Regions from separate parts of the Mus musculus genome. Here all the other regions are linked to region 1. Evidence: chromatin contacts called from public ChIA-PET and HiChIP or PLAC-seq data. All regions are on one chromosome and are shown on one strand. The core of a region is the stretch at or near the end of the contact, and the rest is flanking DNA. Distances in the headings are between cores, read along the strand shown. Region 1 overlaps 5031425E22Rik (RIKEN cDNA 5031425E22 gene). Region 2 overlaps Srpk2 (serine/arginine-rich protein specific kinase 2). Region 3 has its middle 6.8 kb from the start of AI506816.

Region 1 (4,354 bases), core at 1,596-4,095:
CACATTGGCTTGAGTGCCTTGTCCCATGGTGGTGTGGAAAGCCAGCTGCCCCACTGACTTCAACAAATCTTATAAGAAGACGTATGTGCTTTGTGCCAGACACCATACTGTGCGCTGTAAACAAAGCAGTGACTTAAACATAGCGCACACTACTGTCTGTTCTTCTGGCTTTCTGACAGTGATGCTGAGACACTGTGATCTGCTTATCCACTTCAGTTAACACATGAGCATCCCTTGGTCTCTCTCTCTCTCTCTCTCTCTCTCTCTCTCTCTCTCTCTCTCTCTCTCTCTCTCTCTCTCTCTCTCTCTCTCTCTCTCGTGAAAGCTTCATTACATTGCCATCTTCCTAAAGTGGACATCATGCCATGTCTCTTCATTTCTTGAAAAGTAATGAAGAGGCCCATAGAGTTTAGTATTTTCAGATAGGGCTTCGCTCCCAAAGGCACGCTTGCAATTCCCTCCAATCTTCCTTCCTTGACTCCAGCTATCTAGAATGTAGAGCCAAAGGAGTTAGTCACTCTTATTCTAAGGAAGAGCAACTGTTTCCTAGGTTTATGTCAACTTGATACAAGCTAGCGTTATCAGAGAGGAGGGAGCCTCAGTTGAGAAAATGCCTCCCAAAGATATGCCTGTAGCAAGCCTGTATGGTATTTTCTTAATTAGCGATTGATGGGGTAGGTACAGCTCATCGTGGATGGTGCCGCCCCTGTACTAGTTAGTGGCCCTGGGTTCTATAAGAAAGCAGGCTGAGCAAGTCATAAGGAGCAAGCCAGTAAGCAGCACCTTTTCATGGCCTCTGCATCAGCTCCTGCCTCCAGGTTCCTGCCCTGCTTGAGTTCCTGTCCTGATTTTCTTCAATGAACAGCAATGTGGAAGTGCAATAAATCCTTTTCTCTCCAAGGGTGGTGTGATATTTCATTACAGTAATAGTAGCCTTAACTAAGACAGAAGTCAACTTTTCCTTTACACACCTCGAAGTCAATTTTGTCTTTTTTTTTTCCTTTTTTTACATTAATTTTGCTTTGAACTCGCAAGCTTCTTTTGTTACCGTGGTCACTATTCAATACATATTTACCAGGTTCCAGGTACCATGCCAAGACTGTATAAAAAATATCATGTGATCCTCTCTAATACAGGGTAAGTACTATTATATATATCGTAAGGAGGAGGGCATCTTAGAGAAGTTTAGTAACATGCCCGGGGTTGAACATCCAACAAGGGCAGATACAGTCCGAGAGATCACAGCGGTGCAGTAGGAAAGTCTCTGGCATGATTAATAAACCACAGCTAGAATAATAACCAGCTAAGAGCTTTTACTTGGTGTTTCTTGTGTGCCAAGCATCATGTTGCTTTATGCATATTATTAGGATCTGTAAAGATTCCCCCTCACTCCTGACAGTTCCTCCATGTGGAAGAACTTCTGCTCCAGCATTTCTGACTTATTCCACTCCGAATTAGTGCTTCCCCAGGAAGAAGAATCAGGCTGGGAGAGGAGTGATTTCTTAATGGTGATTTGAGGAGAGGACTGGGAGCCTGTATCTCAGACTCCCTTCATCACATAGCAGCCAAACTCTTCTCCCTCCCGTGGTTACAGAGTGAATTCCTGGGGTTGGGGGGTGGGGAGAGGAGAAGAAAGAGAGGAAGGGAGGAAGGGAGAAAGCTGAAGCACACAAAATCCCAAGACTGGGAAACAAAATGAGTGACAAAGAAATTATACAAGCGGCTTCTAGTCCCAAGTGTTCCTTCTGCTCTGAGGGGAGGAAGTGGGGCTCATCAAGGTGGTAGAGGAAGATTTGGTATCCATGAGATGGTCCAGTGAAATCTGAGGAAGACAAGTGCATACACACAATTTAACAAGGAGGAAACGGACAGAGTGTCTCATAATAAACTTAAATTAGAAGAAGAGAAACCTGAGAAACAGGACAAGCTTGTGGATGAAGATACAGGAGACTCACAAGCTGGTACTTAACCAGTGAAGGAGATGCTGCCGAAGACCTGCTGAGACCCAACTAATAACATGACCAAATGAAATCATTCTTTGATAGTATTGCTTATGGTGATACTGGAGAAAGGAGCCCGAGTTAGGCTGAAGAAAGGTTAGATGCTGAAATGTTCGGAACCCCAATTTGTCCAGATGGTGGCCATGGAGCTACCAAGGCAGAGAAGTGTTGGCTTTCATATGGCAGGGTACGTGGTAGTGGCCGAGGAGGGACCATCACTGCCCCTCAAGTGGATTCAGAGGCATCATGGAGCAGAGAGTGCAGATTTTGACTATAGGAAAGATAATAAAGTCACCTCCTAGTCTACAGACAAGTTCCAGTCTCTGTACCCTTCTCATTCTGTTTGGAGATGCTATAATATGAGGTAGCTTATTTCAGCAGTTAGGGTGCTGGGTGGTAGACAGCTTTGTCAGTCAGCTATACACACACCGGTAAATAAACATTTTATATAGTTGTAAAATTTCATTCTATTCTGTTGCCAAAGAAACATTAAGAACTTTGTATAGCTTTTTAAAAAGCAACTACGTTTCTTTTAAAGAGAATAACTTTTAAAGTTTAAAAGAAAGGTGTGTGTGTGTCCTGCCTGTCTGATCTTGGCAGTTCTTTCCTGTTCAAGTATACTAACTTCGAGTCAATGATGACTAGGCTTTGACAGCGTCCTCTTGGCTTCCTCTGCGTCATCGTCATCGAAGCCATTTGAATGCTGACTTTTCCCCCTGGGCTTGCTAAGCCCAGTCCCTAGGGGACACAGCCATTTGAAACTCCCTGCGGTTTGAATGGGCTGGCCCAGCTGGCAGAGATCTGCAGCTGTGTTGCCTTTGGTTGCGTGGCAACGCAGCACCCCACCCATCTTCTGTTCTCAGAGCTGAAGATCAACACTGCTGAAGCTCTGTCTGCTCTTGCTGTCTCACAAGGACCGGAAGAGGATGAAACACCAGTCAGTACCGGGGGAATTGCAACGGAAAAATATTTTTCCATTTCGGTCAAGTCGCCATCGGGAAATCATTCAGACTCAATATTGAGACTGATACAGGGCGGTGAGTGGCATTTCTTGAGCAGGCTTTTCTGTTTGCAGAGAAATGCCCGCCCTTTGCGAACAATCAGCACCATTCAGCCTGGCAGGGTTGACGGAGCTTGGGGCAGGCCGCTGATAGATTTCATCTGCTTCTGAAACTCCGTGGTTTCGTACAGGAACACTGAAAAAGAGACTAGAAACAGGAAGTGGAAAAAAAAAACATTTCTACCTAATGGAAACTACCTTTTGTTCATCTGCACCTGCATTCCTGTTAAACATTTAAATTAGCGCAGGTATCTACTTTTCTAGGGACTATCCCCAGATGGTATGTACCCTAGAGGGGCTTTGCCTCTGATCTGGAATCTTCCTGTCACCATAACAAATCTCTCATTCTCTTTTCGCATTCCTCAGAAAAGAAACAGCTTGCCCATTGCCAGGAGGAATTAAGATCAGAGTCAGGGCAAAGTTCTAAACCAGTCTCCCCCTCCCCCACCCCTCCCCCTCCCCCACCCCCACCCCTCTCCCCTCCCCTCTCCCCTCCCCTCTCCCTCCCTCCCTCGCTTTATTTATTTATTTATTTATTTATTTATTTATTTATCTATCTATCTATTTATTTATTTATTTATTTATTTATTTATTTATTTATTTATTTTTGTGGCAGGGGTCTCTGTAACATAGCCTGGAACTCAGCCACACAACTGAGGATGGCCCTGAACTTGTGTGAGCCTCCTGACTTTCCTTCCTAAGTGCTGGGATTACAGGGATGCCCTTGTGCCACCATGCCCACCCAGCTCAGAAGCTCTCTTAGTGTAATTGTTGAGTAGCTCCCGAATAGTAAGGAACTGAGATGTAGTTGCCTTTGGTCAAGGAGGGGTCAGAGACAAGAGGAGTAAGATGATGACGGTTGGAAGATGTATGTCCGAGTGCACCACAGGGAAGCCAGGCTCAGAACTCCTTTTCACTCTGGTCCTTGCCTGCATCGACCCTGCTAGACGCTAGCAGATACTTTCTCACTAAGGTGGGGGAGGGTGGCTGAGACCCTTGATGGCACTGTGCCCAGAACAGAAAATGTGGTTGTTGGCAACTATATCAAAGGGCAAGGCTCTGCTCATTTAGAAACCTTTCCACCTCTGCTTACCAGACCCCATAACCTAGCATGCCCAAGGCCCACAGAAACTTTGGAACAATAGGCTTTGCCCCTCCTGTCAGTTATTTATTCATTTATTTAATTTTTCATTTTGAAGACAGGATATGGCTGCTCTTTTAACGTGTGTGAGTTCAAATCCCAGCACCTACATGATGGCTAACAGGTATCTCGAACTCCAGTTTGAGGGGATTT
Region 2 (4,652 bases), core at 2,041-4,540, 260 kb before region 1:
TGAGCCATTTCACCAGCCCAAAATTACAGTTATAAAATAGAAACAAAAATAATTTTATGGTTGGTGTAGTAGTTTGAATATGCTTGGCATAGGGAGTGGCATTTTTTGGAGGTATGGCCTTGTTGAAGTAGGTGTGGCCTTGTTGGACTAGGTGTATCTGTGGGTGTGGGCTTTAAGATCCTCATCCTAGCTGCCTGGAAGCCAGTCTTCTCCTAGCAGCCTTCAGGTGAAGATGTAGAACTCTCAGCTCCTCCTGTGCCATGCCTGCCTGGATACTGCCATGCTCCTGCCTTGATGATAATGGACTGAACCTCTGAACCTTTAAGCCAGCCCCAATAAAATGTCTTTTATAAGAGTTGCTTTGGACAGGGTGTCTGTCCTTAGCAGTAAGATCCTAATTTAAGACAGTTAGGGGTCAGCTGGGCAGTGATGGCGCACGCCTTTAATCCCAACACTTGGGAGACAGAGGCAGGCGGATTTCTGAGTTCGAGGCCAGCCTGGTCTATAGAGTGAGCTCCAGGACAGCCAAGGCTACACAGAGAAACCCTGTCTCGAACCCCCCCCCCAAAAAAAAGATAGTTGGGGGGTCACCCTAACATAAGGAACTCTATTAAAGGGCTGCAGCATTTGGAAAGTTAAGAACCACTGCTTTAAGGGAAAATGAGGTTTTGTTATTTGTGTCTGAAATGTTAAAAGCTTAAATAAGTTGGGTTCTTTTTGTAAAACTTAAATGTACTTTTTGGCAAGATAGGCTTAGAATTCTCTTTCACGGGTACTGGTTGGCCCTTCTCCCTCAAAGGTGCAAGCTCTGTGTCTGTGGGAAATGGGGCAACACGGAAGGGCCTCAAACAGGACAATAATGGGATCAGTTATTTTCAGAGACTTGGCTCTGCAGGAGTGTGGATCAGGATTAGAACAGTGAGAGACAATGCTGGGTCAGAAACAACAGAGCCTCCCACCGGTATGGATGCACACAGATGAAAATTCTGTTTATTTTCAATAAAAAATTCAAGTCTTTTAGCTATATGGATTGGTTATGAAACTCTCTTAGTAAACTCTATAATACTGGGAATATACTATATAGGTTTTAAAAAAGGAAAAGATAATCTCATGATGCTATACAAAAAGAATCTTTTAGTTGAATATGTAGAAATTTGCATTACCCTTTGGTAGTCCCTCCCCCCACTTGCCTCCCTTGGATTCTCCTGCATTGTCCCAGCCAGTGTTGAACGCCAGGCTTGATGCTGTCCCTTCAGCTCCCCTGACGTCAGGATTATAGGTGTGCTATGCCATGCCTGTTCTCTTAGTTTGTAAGCATTATCTGTATGTGAACATTATTTTGCATATAAAAATGTGTGAATGAAGATGAGGACCTGTAGGTACAGTGAGGAGATGGTGTTTAATGTAGATATGAGGGAGAACATGGTCAGAGGCATCTGGAAGGGTCTGAAGGACTGAACTGGGCCATGAGAGGAGAGACGGGGGTGAGGTGGGGGGAGGCAGACAAAAAAGGAGGGCAAGAGTGGCTTTGTTATCTAGGAATCAGAAGTTGTGGGAAGGCAAGAGAAGCCCTGGGCTGGAGAGGTTTAGTGTGGGGTGGGGTGGGAAGGTCGGGGGAGGATGGTGGGGAGAAGAACAGAGGGAGCACACACGCACGCCAGGGCCTGGAGGCCAGCTGTGGTTGGTATGGACATAGGCACCTCAGCCATTTGTCCTGAGTGACACAGGGCACTCAGTGAGGCAGGGAACATAGGCTTGGGACCAGCTGCTCTTTGTAGAAAGAGTTCCAGCATGCAAGGCAAAAGTAAAAGACACCAGAGCAGAGGTGGGACTCTGCTTTTTTTGTTTTTGTTTTTGTTGTGTTTTGTTTTTTATTTTTTTGAGACAGGGTTTCTCTGTATAGTCCTGGCTGTCCTGGAACTCACTTTGTAGACCAGGCTGGCCTCAAACTCAGAAATCCTCCTGCCTCTGCCTCCTGAGTGCTGGGATTAAAGGTGTGCGCCACCACGCCTGGCTGAGGCGGGACTCTTGACCGAAGGTTTCAGTAGAGGAGAGAGGGAAATGAGGGGTGGAAATGACCAAAATTTATCTTTGGAATTGTCAAGGGATAGTAAAAGACAAAGGACAACAAGAATGTAACAAAAGTCCAAAAGCATGCGCTTACACACTCAGGGAATGTGAGCCTCTGAGGGTGTGGGGGAGCAGGAGAAACGCCCAACTAGTCCCCCAGGTGATTTGCTGGGGATGACTTCATTTCAGCATTGCTTTCTTTCTTTCTTTTTTTTTCCAAAGATTTATTTATTATAAATACACTGTAGCTGTCTTCAGACTCACCAGAAGAGAGCATCAGATCTCATTATGGATAGTTGTGAGCCACCATGTGATTGCTGGGATTTGAACTCAGGACCTCTGGAAGAGCAGTCAGTGCTCTTAACCGCTGAGCCATCTCTCCAGCTCTCAACATTGCTTTCTAAAATTTGCCTTGAATTTGCTTTCCTTAAATATAGTACAATGGACTATTTTGAACTCTAAGCGAGAGAAGAAGCCAACAGCGGGTTTTCAGACATAGTTGGTGAGGAGCTACAGTGGCAGCGGTAACACTGTTAGCTGACACTTCGCCCTTGACTTTCCCTAGTGCTTTGCAGAGCACTTCTTCATACATTGCCTTGGCTGCTGTTACCATGGTGTCTGGAGGTAGTTAAAAGTACTGGGTACTTAAATGATACTTTATTTTTGTAGACAGTAGATGTATATGTAGAATCTAGGATTAGGTGTAGTGCATAATTTGAATTTTACAGGCTGCTATTGAGTACAGTCTACCAGAGCCCTCAATTCCATTCATCATGGTATGGGCCACTTCTATGATATTATGAGAACATACAATTTACGCTTATAAAAGGCATGCTTATAATGAGCTTCAGTAAATTCAAAAAAGTAGAGAAAAGATACAATCTCCTAACATGTGCAGTTGCTTTGAGCATCAATTCATCCAGAGTCTTTTTAGAGTATGTCTACTGACTGGTAGGTTTAAGACCTCAGTAAGGCACTGTTACTGAGCATTATAGGGAGAACAACATATTTGGCACTTTTTCCTCGAGGCGTCTTTTTCTGTTTACAGAACAATAACTTAAGCCAAGCCTGGAAAGTGCAGATGAGAGTCAAAAGCATCTGTCATGTGCACTGACAGACGTACTCCTGAATTAGTTAGGAGGATTCAGTGTAGTAAGTCTGTCTTACCCATCAGCCTTTGCTGTTCATTTGTAGTCCTGGGCCTCTGGCTTACCAGAGGCAGGGTGGGTGGGGCTACCCTTGCTCTATACAGGAAGCTGCTTGCTCCTATGCACCCATGTAACTCTTAAAACCATAGAGCCTGTTCTTTGTCTTTTCCTTTTGTTGAAACATCCTAAAATGTAAGGATGGTTTTGGAATAAATTTCTTGTTTTCTTACCTCCCAAGTGTTTCCTTTACAGTAAGACTTCCGTTTTCTTTTTAAATCTATATATCGTTGTTGTTGTGTGTGTTTATGTGTGTATGCTCCTGTGTGTAGGGATGTGTCATGGTGCTTGTGTAGAAGTCAGAGGATAACTTTAAGGAGTCAATTTCTTTTCTTTTACCTTGGGTCCCAGAAGTTTGAACTCTTACAGGTTTTGGTGACCTGGTAATAAAATTTTCTTGTTTTAGGAAAAGCTTCAACATGTTCACCGTAGCAGGTGGAATGATATTTGTACTTATAAAATTTTCAGTAGTAAGATTGCAGTAAAATTTAATTTTAGTAAGTAGGTCCTCATGGCTCCCACCTGCAGTTTCAATACTAGGGATGCTTGCTGGGAAGTGGAGGCCAACTGACGGTATATCATGAGATACTTCTCATGCCTACTGATAATGCTGCCTTCATCTGTTAGTTATATTTTCTTCATCTTGGAAAAGACATAGGCAAGCCTACTTCTTCTTCTTTTTCTTTTCTTTCCTTTTCTTTTCTTTTCTTTTCTTTTCCTTTCTTTTTTTTTTTTTTTTTTTTTTTTTTCGTTTTCCAAGACAGGGTTTCTCTGTATTAGCCCTTGCTGTCCTGGAACTCACTCTGTAGACCAGGCTGGCCTCGAACTTAAAAATCCGCCTGCCTCTGTCTCCCGAGTGCTGGGATTAAAGGCATGTGCCACCACTGCCCAGTGCAAGCCTACTTCTGTTATCTCTTTTACATTAAAAGATATCCCATGGCCACATGTGTGGTGGCCCACACATTTGAACCCAGCACCAGGAAGGCAGAAGTAGGCAGAGCTCTGTTCAAGGCCAGCTTGGGCTACACAGTGAGTTTTGCAGGATAGCCAGAGCTACAGAGTGAGAGCCCTGTCTTGAAAATACAAAATACAAAAAACAAAACCAAAGAAACAAGTACCACCTGTAAGATCTTACAGCAGAATGACCCCAGCATTAAAGGAACTTGTCATCAAGTAGAAGATCTGAGATAAGCCCCAGAGCCCCCGTGGTGGAGGGGAAAATTGAGGTCTGCAGTGGCCTCTGACCTCTATAGGTCTGTCCTGCCATCTTCCTTGTAAGTAAACAGATAGAAAAAAGTGCAGGTAAAAATATGTGACCTCTAAAACCCCAAATCCTCCTTTTGAATTCCCTTGTGCCTAGGGTGAGTTTGGCAGATA
Region 3 (4,003 bases), core at 1,133-3,632, 330 kb before region 1:
CTGGCTGTCCTGGAACTCACTCTGTAGACCAGGCTGGCCTCGAACTCAGAAATCTGCCTGCCTCTGCCTCCCAAGTGCTGGGATTAAAGGCGTGCACCACCACCGCCCGGCTATTTTAGGTACAGCACAATTGGGCAAAAACTATCCTTGTGATGGTTACCTCAATCCCTTATGCACAGGAAGCCTACCTAGGTCAGTCTGTCTGTCTCCCCTCTCCCTCCCCTCCTCTCCCTCTCCCCACCCCCCACCCCTCTCTGGCTTTTCTCTGTGTTGCCCTGGCTGCCCTGGAACTCAAACTCAGAGCTCTGCCTGCCTCTGCCTCCTGAGTGCTGGGAGTAAAGGTGTGGGCCACTGTGGGGCACACAATGACAGTCGAGCTGAGATGTTGAACCCCAGGACCCAGTGGTGATAATTCACCTACATGGGATGGAAGGAGTTCTCTCATGTCTCCTGGAACCCTGGCTCCTGTCGAAGTTACCGCCCCCCCCCCTCAGCCCTCCACAAGAGAAGCCTGGTTAGTAGTCAAGTAGGCAACGTCCCAAGCTTCTGACCTTCAGGCTAGACTCCTCCCCAGTTACCTAGCAACAGAAAAAATAGCAGCATACTTTAAAAGGGGCTGTTTGGCCCTCTCACTTTCTTGCTCTCTCCCTCTTACTCTCTAGCCTTTCTTCTTTCTCTCTCTTTCCCCCTTCCCTCCTCTTGGCCATGGCCGGTCTCTCCTTCTCTTTTACCTTTTCTGTTTCCCCCTGCCTTTCTATAATAAAGCTCTAAAACCATGAACTGTCTCTGTTCATCAAGGCCCGCTGTGCAGACTCTCGCCTGTGTGGGAACCTCTATCCCTAAGCCCTCTCTCCCATAACCCCGAGGCTACAGGGTTTTGCCCCAGGGCTCCTTGGTTTGGGGGGTGCCTGCCCCTTGTCCACCCACCATCGAGTGGGGTCAGTGGCTTAGATGCCCACCAGAGGCCGAGTGAAAAGCGTCTGACAGTCCTCCCACATCCACCTACCCAGAGCATAAGAGGAACTCTGGCCAGACGTAGGCTATCCTCCCTCCCTCCTCCTTCCCCGGCCCCTTATAGTTCCCACAGGCCACCACTGCAGGACCATACCTACATCTCTTTGTGGAACAAAGAAACTACATCAAAACTCTTTGTAAAGTACGTGTGACACCTTCCGTAACAGGAGGTTTTGTTGCTTGCCTGAGGAAAAACAAATTTACAAGAATGGCTCTGGAGGAGCATCCAGCATCAGAAAGTCTTCAGCCACCCAGATTGTACAGAGGTTACCAAGCTAGAAAGTATGTCTGCTCAAGGCTCCTGGGAGGAAAACAGGTTTGATTTTACATTCTTTCTCTTGAAGAACCAAGCCTGTGTTGTTACCATCCCAGGCTCCCCTAGTGCATGCCTATGAGTACCAAGACCACCACGCCCCCCCATACCTCCCAGCACTGGTGTGAGAGACAAGTGCCTCTGTAAAAAAACTGTCCCTCCCCCTTTCAATGTGGGTACTAGGTTTCTAATCCAGTCTTCAAGCTTGCTGGGAAAATACTTTACTGATTAGACGAGACTGCAGCTCCTCATTTTAGTTTTAAGTGAAAACCAACATGAACTAAGAGGCAGCTTTCTTGACACTCCTTCCACAGAGACTGACTTGTCACAAGTTTTCTCTTCCTACTTCTAAGGTACATAGAAGATGGAGAGGTGGGCTGGAGAAGGGAATCACATCTGCCATTGATTCAATGTGAAGATATATTGTTGCAACTATCAACTTTCTGATCCCTGAGAATAATCGGGAAGCAGCAGGGCTGGGGACAGAGAGGAAAGAAGGGCAGAGAAGTGCGCAGTGAGGTGGCTCAGTGGGTCAGTATTTGAAGAGTTCAATCCCAGAACCCATGGAAGGGTGGAAGGAGGAGAAAGACACCTGTTTCCAACGTGCTCCAGGCCAGAGTCACTCTGTCTTGCAGATGCTTCTAAGGATGACACCTGAGGGCTGTCCCGTGGCTGCCATATGCATGTGCGCACACACACACACACAGTATGTCCCAGCATGCATACACACATGCATGAAAAAGGAGGGGAGAATCTGCTCCATTAAGCCTCTTAGGAAATTTCTCACAAGACATGTGAGGATCAGAACTGGTGGAAAGAATTTAGAATTGTTCTCTCTTCATGACTGAATCCTTTTTGTATGTTTTTTTCTTTTATGTGTATTTATGAGTCAGAGCTTGACCACCAGGCAATACTTCCTGCACCTGTATATGAGCTCATTGTGGTTTTTGTGGTTTTTCTTCCTTTATATGAGAGATATTTGTTGTTGTAGTTCAGACACTTTGAGTTATGTCCCTGATCTGATCAACACTAGGGTGTGTGTTCAGTAAACCATCCCAGTCTGACTGAGATGGTGTTCCTGTGGTTTGTGAAGTGACTCTCAGACCCCAACAAAAGGTCCAGTGTTTGGGTTTCTGCTTCCTCTGCTTGGTGTTTCTGTTTGGTGTCTCCTCAGATGGAATCTGCGGTGTGTCAGGGTGGAGAGGCTCACGGCGGGGGTGGGAATAATTGACCTGTGTCCTCCATGTGCACATCTGCCTGAGTTGTGGTGTGAGCTGCCTTCAGGACAGTGACGTCATTAAGACATCACTGTTCCCAGATTGGTGTCATCTCTGGAGTTTGCTGCTGAACCCTGGGACCTGGTTACTCATGACCATGCTTCTCTTGGCTTGGAGACACCTAGCAAATCTACCTTGACAATGCTACCTCCTCTGGCTACACTATCTTTAAAAAAAAATCTCCTTTCCTCCTTTATACCTCTTCTTCCTCTGCTTCCTCCTTGTCTTCACTTTTGAGACAAGATTTCATTCTGTAGCATAGGATGGCCTCAAATTCATAATCCTCCTGCTTTAGCTTCCCAAGTGACGGGATTACAAGTGTATACCAACTCATCCAGTGTCAGTGCCTCTCTCTCTCTCTCTCTCTCTCTCTCTCTCTCTCTCTCTCTCTTCCTCCCTCTCTCTCCCCATCCATCCATTTTCTTTTTTATCCTCCATAACACCATGCATTGCCTTTATTTTGGTATGAGTCCACATTTCAACATTTAGTCGTCCTGAACAGAGTGGAGAACTTGGCAAGGAGACAGGAGGCCCAATTATCATCCCTGTCCACCTTGTGTCATGCCTTCATCCACTTTAGACCCCTTCTTCCTGTCTGTTTTCTTGGTATCTACCTATCTGTCTATCTCCTCATTTTTAGATTTATTTATTTGCATTTTATGCATATAGCTGTCTGTTTACCATGTGCTCTCAGAGGCAAGAAGAGGTTGTTAGATGCTCTGGAACTGGAGCTACAGGCACTTGTGAGCTGCCAACTGAGGTTTGGGTTTCAAAACGGGGTCCTCTAGAAGAACAGCAAGTGCTCTTATGTGCTGAGTCATCTCTCCACCCCCCAGCCCCCACAATCTTCTTCCCCATATACTTTCTGTCATCTACCTGTCTGTTTTTGATCTATTTTTCAACTGGCTTCCTTGAGTAAGAATTTGTCTTCTTCTTTATTTCAGTTTAGGGATCTCTTAACCTTGGAAAGTGGACAGTTATAGCCCTATCTATCTTTTTCCTGTCTCCACTTCCACACTCATACCCTCCTCCATGCCTATGCTTATCTATATCAGCTAAATGCACTGACACAAAATGAATTCTCCGCATTCAAGTCTCTACTGTTGGGTATCAAATATGCATACAGGCAGCTATTTAGCCTGCCAGTGCCTAAGCTTCCCTCTTTGTACAATGAAGATAAAACTCCTGTTTACTGTATAAGTTGTACTGAAGACAAATTCAGTTAATTTGTAGAAAGGGCTTAGAAGAGAACTTAGCAAATGGGGAATAAATACCATGTGCACATGTTCTTTTGTTGCTATTGTCAGTACTGAGTGCATTTTGTACTAGCCAAAAGTTTACACAGGCATACACATTCATCTGATGATCTATCTACTGGTCTTTTGTTTGTTTGTTTGTT

What was found. ChIA-PET counts read pairs in DNA pulled down with a chosen protein or histone mark. HiChIP or PLAC-seq counts read pairs in DNA pulled down with a chosen protein or histone mark.
Region 2: an H3K27ac HiChIP or PLAC-seq map of double positive thymocytes shows a contact between it and region 1, with 5 times the contacts expected there. The contact joins two enhancer-like sites. A contact is called at or near these places in 2 of 15 datasets of contacts at CTCF or cohesin (large pre-B cells and pro-B cells), 2 of 484 Hi-C or Micro-C datasets (B cells and liver) and 4 of 115 datasets of contacts at active chromatin or transcription factors (the 230-238 cell line, double positive thymocytes, large pre-B cells and 1 more).
Region 3: a contact with region 1 is called in an RNA polymerase II ChIA-PET map of memory CD8 T cells, with 316 read pairs. The contact joins two enhancer-like sites. A contact is called at or near these places in 1 of 15 datasets of contacts at CTCF or cohesin (pro-B cells), 2 of 484 Hi-C or Micro-C datasets (CD4 T cells and the N1E-115 cell line) and 10 of 115 datasets of contacts at active chromatin or transcription factors (the 230-238 cell line, CD8 T cells, cardiomyocytes and 5 more).

Annotation. Positions count from the first base shown.
Region 1 is chr5:23,385,547-23,389,900 of GRCm38.p6, reverse strand. All of the region lies in intron 1 of 5031425E22Rik (RIKEN cDNA 5031425E22 gene), which reads left to right. Among named protein-coding and RNA genes, the nearest start is that of 5031425E22Rik, 46 kb to the left of the region's middle. Within about 2 kb of position 2,845, at least 405 of the 459 cell types and tissues checked have an H3K27ac peak or open chromatin away from gene starts, as enhancers often do. A contact at or near this core is called in the 230-238 cell line, CD8 T cells, double positive thymocytes and 4 more, where this site is marked.
Region 2 is chr5:23,644,514-23,649,165 of GRCm38.p6, reverse strand. All of the region lies in intron 2 of Srpk2 (serine/arginine-rich protein specific kinase 2), which reads left to right. Among named protein-coding and RNA genes, the nearest start is that of Srpk2, 29 kb to the left of the region's middle. Within about 2 kb of position 3,290, at least 8 of the 459 cell types and tissues checked have an H3K27ac peak or open chromatin away from gene starts, as enhancers often do. A contact at or near this core is called in double positive thymocytes, where this site is marked.
Region 3 is chr5:23,717,505-23,721,507 of GRCm38.p6, reverse strand. No RefSeq gene overlaps it. Among named protein-coding and RNA genes, the nearest start is that of AI506816, 6.8 kb to the right of the region's middle. Within about 2 kb of position 2,382, at least 72 of the 459 cell types and tissues checked have an H3K27ac peak or open chromatin away from gene starts, as enhancers often do. A contact at or near this core is called in the 230-238 cell line, CD8 T cells, effector CD8 T cells and 3 more, where this site is marked.